Regions from separate parts of the Mus musculus genome. Here region 2 is linked to region 1. The links are chromatin contacts, called in public Hi-C maps. All regions are on one chromosome and are shown on one strand. Each heading gives the region's core, a stretch centred on a gene start, on an enhancer-like site or on the middle of the called end of the contact. The rest is flanking DNA. Distances are from core to core; before and after follow the strand shown. Region 1 has its middle 64 kb from the start of Gm35154. Region 2 has its middle 56 kb from the start of Gm40638.

The links. A called contact is a pair of places that touch in the nucleus more often than the background predicts.
Region 2: a Hi-C map of uterus shows a contact between it and region 1, with 5 times the contacts expected there. The contact joins two enhancer-like sites. A contact is called at or near these places in 10 of 39 promoter capture datasets (the 3T3-L1 cell line, 3T3-L1-derived adipocytes, the C10 cell line and 5 more), 4 of 484 Hi-C or Micro-C datasets (embryonic fibroblasts, reprogramming fibroblasts and uterus) and 4 of 115 datasets of contacts at active chromatin or transcription factors (astrocytes, bone marrow-derived macrophages, embryonic forebrain and 1 more).

Annotation. Positions count from the first base shown.
Region 1 is chr10:44,533,095-44,536,299 of GRCm38.p6, forward strand. No RefSeq gene overlaps it. Among named protein-coding and RNA genes, the nearest start is that of Gm35154, 64 kb to the right of the region's middle. Within about 2 kb of position 1,662, at least 7 of the 459 cell types and tissues checked have an H3K27ac peak or open chromatin away from gene starts, as enhancers often do. A contact at or near this core is called in uterus, where this site is marked.
Region 2 is chr10:44,885,575-44,888,797 of GRCm38.p6, forward strand. No RefSeq gene overlaps it. Among named protein-coding and RNA genes, the nearest start is that of Gm40638, 56 kb to the right of the region's middle. Within about 2 kb of position 1,912, at least 56 of the 459 cell types and tissues checked have an H3K27ac peak or open chromatin away from gene starts, as enhancers often do. A contact at or near this core is called in uterus, where this site is marked.

The sequences.
Region 1 (3,205 bases), core at 412-2,911:
CTGAATAAAAAACAGAATTTGTCGTTGGCTTTGTTTCTTGCTGCTGGCTTGTTTGTGCCAAAGACAAAAGAAGAAGCAACATTCCTATCAATTTTAGTATGTCAATTTGTTAATTTATTAAGTATTTAATAGGAATCCAGTGTTTGCCAGGTACTTAGAACACAACGCTGGCCGGGAAGTGGTGGTGCACGCCTTTAATCCCAGGACTTGGGAGGCAGAGGCAGGCGGATTTCTGAGTTCGAGGCCAGCGCGGTCTACAGAGGGAGTTCCAGGACAGCCAGGGCTACACAGAGAAACTGTCTCAAAATAAATAAATAAATAAATAAAAATTGCTGAACAAAGCAGAGTGGGTCTTTCCCTTCCTGAATGCAGATGCCAGCAGGGAAAAGCCAGAATTGTGCTGCACACAGTCCCCAGTGCAGCAGCAGCCCCTGATCCAGCCTGACAGGGCCACAGGAAGGAGGACATTTACTTGAAGATGATTCTAAGGGGACTATGTCACTGGCTGTAGGCCGCTCAAGTTCAGAAAAAGGGAAGGACCTAACGAATTGTGAGTGAATACATTCTCCACAAACTTGTAGAAGAGGCTTAAAAAGAAAATAAAAGAATTTTGTAATAAGTCTGCTCTGTTCAGTTTTTCAACCTGGGGCAATCTTAGTGCCTCCCTTCCCACCAACTCTGACTGCCGTCTTTGGGTACACAATTTAAAGTAGGGGCTTGTAAACATTTTTTTTTTTTGGTGTGTGTGTTAATATTTTTTGTTAAGTTACATGACTGGTTTATTTGACTTAATGAAATATGTCTGTTTTAGGAATAAAATTCCCAAACTATGAAGTCTGAGGGTTTGTTCAAATTATTTTTGCTTCATTGGAATTTGGTGGTGTATTGCATCATTGGCTGGAATTTCAGGACTTGTTACAGAATGCAGTTTTAAAAACGATGCTGATAGGAATGAAGTTTAATGCTTGCTAATTTGTAATTACCATTCAATGGAAGAACTAGCCCAGGAAAGCATGTGGGGTGGTGTGACTGAGACAGGAAGAGACAGACTTGGAAACCAAAGACCTAACTAAAATCAGAAAGTAGCATTTTAGTCCTTTCTAGCTGGTGGGAAATTAATAGGTTGTTCTCCATAGATTAACCCTCGTTTTCAAGTAAGGATATTGTATTTACCACCATAATAGCTCTAATATATGACTTGATTTTCAAAATTAAAAATTTAAGGATGAAAATAGTCACTCAGACAACTTGCAACTGGCGGCAGCGGGCGGTGGCAAGAGAGCAGTTGTTTTTAATAAGAAAATGATGGGGAAGATCAAAGAAGAGCAGCGATCAGGATGTGGGAGTGAGTTCTCTTTATTGTGAACTGCTTTGGAGGGAGGTGAGAGATGAGACAGAGATGAGGAAGTCTCTCCTTTAGCTTCTCTGATCTAGCCTTGGGTGAGGAGAGTCCCTCTGGACAAGCGGCAAAGAAAAGACATGGTTAACTGGGGTAGTAAAAAATAAAATCAATGGCCCATAAATACTAAGTGTTTTAAGCTTGCGTTTCTCCTAGATTAAAAGAAGGAGGAAAGAAGCCGTTTGCTGTTGCCGCTGTCCTCTGCAGCTTGTGAAGCACGAGTCTCACTGATGGAGCAAACGCAGCCGGCCTTGCTTTCAGAGAGATAGGAAGACAGTACTGGGATGATTCAAAGACTTCTGGCAAATGGAGGCTTTAAGGTTTTAAACAAGATCCCCAGAGGAGGAGAAAATATGCTGGAAAAAAATAGTCATAAAGTACCTTTTTATGTTAAGTACAAAAAGACAGGAAATGTCCCCCCCCCCCCAAATATTGTTGTGTTTTCTCCATCTGGTGCAATAAAACAAGACAGATATGTCACGTTACACAAAAATTTCATAATATATATATATATGGTATAGTTAGATGCTAGAGAGCAAGTCTCTGGAGCAGTAGACATGTTACTCTCGGCCCCTCCCTCCCCAGCACTGTGTGCACTGCTTCTCTGGGGCCATTAAACCTCATAACTTTTCACATAGACAGTTTTTGGTTAATGGAATTACAGAACTTCAGAACTGTCATCATTACATCTAAGAAGGCCTTCTCTGTTTGCTAACTTCCTTCCAAAAACATTTTTGCCCTAATTACATTTTGTTCGTGGTTTGAGGAGCCCAGGACAACCCAGGGGAATAATTTCATTCTAATTTCGTCTTTCCTTTCCCAGGAGGTCTGTGTCCCTGCCATAGCTACCAAATTTACTTGATCCCTTGATTAACTGTTGTCCACTTTTTAGTGAAAGGGAAAAGCGAGCAAGCACCGGAAGCCAGATGAAGCCGCCGCTTTCTTCTTGTTTTACTCTTTCCTTGACGAGGTAACAGAGTTTGTATAGGCTTTCAGCCATGCCCCACTTCTTATCCAGGGCTCTGAGTGTGAGACAGGAAAGCTCTCTCTCTCTCTCTCTCTCTCTCTCTCTCTGTGTGTGTGTGTGTGTGTGTGTGTGTGTGTGTGTGTGTGTGTGTGTGTGTGTGTGTGTGTTTAGTCCTTGGACAGCAGATGGGGTGACCAGGCCTGGCTCTCCCAGGCCTATTCTCACTTTGTGCCTTCACCTCACCTGCCTGCCAGAGACAGGGGTTTCCTAGGTGTGAATAGTTAGTTTCTGTTCAAACTTCCTTAAGCCACACCTCCAGTTCCCGTTAGCTGCCCACTTGGGCTGGACTCAAGGGCTCCGGTTTGTAATCCCAAAACTCAGGAAGCTGAGACTGGAGGCTGAGAAATTCACAGCAGACCTGAGATACATTTAAGACTTTGTGTTAAACAAACAAACAAACAAACAAACAAATAAACGTACGTAACAAAAGAAAGAAAACAAGACCCCAAACAAGTGATCAAAGCAAACAAAAACTCCAAACCCTTCCCCAAACCGCCACCCAACAGCCTGCTTGATTGGCCATTTCCACTTCAATAGCTAAAAACCTGTCAGGTGTAAAGCTTTATCATTCCCTGGACAGCATTTTCCCTTCGGATTTTCAAGAATTGTGTAAATTCCAAATCTTGACAGGAGGACTTCCTGGTACCTTAAGTCACACTGCAAATGGCCCCAACTGCCAGCCTGTGTCCCTCCATCTTTACTATATCCGTCCTGAGCATTTCTGAACGCTTCCTGCTGCTACTGCTTGGGGCTTGCTCTGTGTCCTGTCTCACACAGAT
Region 2 (3,223 bases), core at 662-3,161, 350 kb after region 1:
AGGAGCATAGGCCTAGAAGATTTCCTTGGGTAACCTACTCATGTAAAGAGAAATCCTCCCAGGAGCCCTGCCCTTGCTTTCTTTAACTCTAAGCTCCCCCATTGTGTTTTCAAGATAGGCTTCCTTTTGACCCCAGGCAGGTCAGGCAGGCCATATGTTCAAGGGAGCCCTCAATCCCCACTGAGTTGCTCAAGCCTATAGCCCCCAATGCTCTCCTGAGTCTCTACAATCTCCTCTCCTCCCACTTCTCTGATCCCCAAAACATTGTGTGTGCTCTCCGAGCCTTTCTGTTTCCCCCTGTACACAGTCCCGTCCATTGCTTCAAATGCCCTCCTTCATTTTTCCCATAAGAAGCTGAACTAAAGAATATATTAGGTGTGTTCCATGGTACCTAAACCTGTTTCAAAACTGGATTGAGCCATGTAATGAAAAGCAAAAGAACTCTTTCTCTGAGACAATAATTTATTTCTCTCCAGTGAGATGAATAGATCTTATTTCTAAGAGCCTCCAGCTATCTGACTGTGTGACTCACTAGCATTTTACAAGATGTATGAGAATCCTATGTCTTTAAGGTTGAAGATTCATTCCATGGGGAAGATCTTCAGTATCTTCCATGTTATACCAACGCAAGCTAAGTATACTTGACCTACTACATCTGTTCCTCTCATCTATTTGATCAAGTTCATGCTTTTGCTATTATATGCATGGAAGGGCTCTGTTGTATTTTTTATTTAGTAATGCATTCTAGCTCATATGTACATGAGGATTTTTGTTTCAATTGTGACCCTTGATCTGGAACTTTCTATTCTGTGTATAGAGAATGGAGAAATAATTGGGCAAATCGTGGCCAATCTTATAAAAGTTCACAGATGCCTCTTTGAATGCAACAGTTCATAATGATTTAAACGAGACTTTGTGCCCTAACTTTCATCTCAATATATGAGGTGGGTGGTGGGGGAGGGAGGAAGTGGATCGATGGCCAAAACTGAGTTTTGATCCCTGCTCTCACCCGGGCCCTACCCACAAACACCATCTAAAGCAAGACCAGTTGTCAGCACTTCATTCATGAGCATCATTACCAAAATTCCACAATTCACTTATGGTATCAAAGGTTTGTTTTAATGGAAATAATTTATATGGCATCTTCTCTGGGAAGAATCAGAAAGGTCCATTTGCTGTCTTGACTTTGAACATTGTGGTCTGAGTTCAGTTACATGCTTCAGAGTCAAAAGCCTGCTGCAGCCCACACTAAAATGGATGCTACAGATGTCACCCAGAACCCATGGAAACACAGAACTTAGAGTCGGGAAGGAAAGTGAAGAGGGAGGTTTTCTCTTCTGACATCTCTCTAACAACTGTGTCTAACCTGAAAATGTGGCTCCAATCCTTCTCAGAACTATTATTTTCTTTACAGCAAAGTTCTAAAAACTTGGTTTCTTTTGATTTCTCCCCCCCTGGCAGGAAAATGACACATTTGGGGCCAAGGCATTAAAGTGTGGTCTCTTGGGAAAAGGGGGGAGGGCTATTGCTCTCGAGCCCACAAACAGTTGCAGGTGCAAAAAATGTGCACACGAAAAGGGAGGTCTGGTAGAGGCCCTTTTAAAATGTGGCCTTTTAAGTTCAATAAATCTCTTTGCTCTCCCCTTTGTGAGCTGTGTGCGTTCCTCCCACACTCTAATGCACATTTCAGTCTCCAATGTGGCCTCCAGAAGGAATCTCCGTGTTTGTTGTGAAGTTTTCCGTAATTACATAATCATTGAAGTCTGTGAGGTGGCTGAAAAATGCAAACCCGGGGATTACAGTAACATAATTAGGCTGCTTCCTGTAAGAGCCAAGCTTCTCGGGTCAGGCTTTGATTGGCTGCCCTCGGACCCTTCCTTTTCCTCAGTGAATCACAGCTCAATGGGCCTTTCTGCAGGCCAACTGCTGCGAGGCATTTTAACAGCGTGCTTTTTGTGCGCCCTGAATGAGTTCTGTACACACCCTCTGCATCAGTTTGATTAAGAAGGCAGGGGCAGGGGAGCCAGAGGGCTGTGGTTTCTCGGATGCCTTCGTGTCTGTGTGGTGACAGAGCCAATGCTTACTTTGTCTGGGCCGCAGTACCTTGACTCATCTGGTGGTGTCTAGAAGCCTTGAGTCCTGGCTTTGGGGTATTGGTAGCAAGAAAGAGAAGAAAGGGCAGAGAAAAGCTGAGTTTTGCGTGTGTAATGGAATTTGGTAGCTGATGTGCATCATTCATTCTCAGGTGGGTAGGGAAGATGATATATCACAAACAACCCGCCCACAAATAGCTTTCTATTCTAGGCAGTGTCATAACCATAACCCAAACCTAACCCTTTCTATTATGGGCTACATTGGCCCATAGGATCTACTTCCTCCTCTCCTAACCACTCTTGGAAATGGGAAATGATTCTTCTTGAGCTTCTGTGTCCATCTTTCTCCTCCTTTTGATAATCTCAGCGCACATGGAGGCCTCAGAAAAGTATAAAGTCCAGGTAACACTGATTACTTTGAAAATAAGGATAGTCATTTAGGAAACTTAAAAAAAAAAACACTTGATTTGGTGGATTCTTATTAAAAATCATCAATTGCTCATCAGTGGTCCCAAGTCAGGGGAGCAGCTGTCAAGTAAGGGAAGATGACCAGAAGGAAATCTTCCCCTTAATTTAATCCTGCACCAATGAGCAGAATAAGATGTCAGAGTTTTTTGTTTGGAAAAAAAAAATAGTAGAGTAGTTCAAATGGAGACAGACATCTAATTGTCAGGAGCATCCAATGGACTTGATGGCCACAGCATTTCTCTTAAGCAGATAGCTCGTTCATCACAGTGGGTAAAGGCCCAAGTGGGAATGTTCTGAAAGTCTTTCCTCTACTTTGGAAGATTCTCTTGCTCTGTTTTCAAGAACCCTTCAGGTCTTCTCATCCATTCTGTTGGGTTTCCTCGCAGAGAAAATTCCAGTTTCACTAAATATTCTTTCTTTGTGTCTACACTTTCAAAGTCTTAACATAACTGTGTTTCTTGATACACATTTCCTAAGTGAGGGTGTCTTTAGGAAGTGAACAAAGCACTGCAAATTTTGACTGAATCACGTTTTTGAAAATAGTGCTTTGTCCTCCTCTCTGTCAACGCCAAAAACCAAAGCTCTTGCTGATATACAGTACATCTAAACTATCCATGGGGGAGCTAAGCAACCATAAAGAAATGAAAGATTGCCTTTGCTGT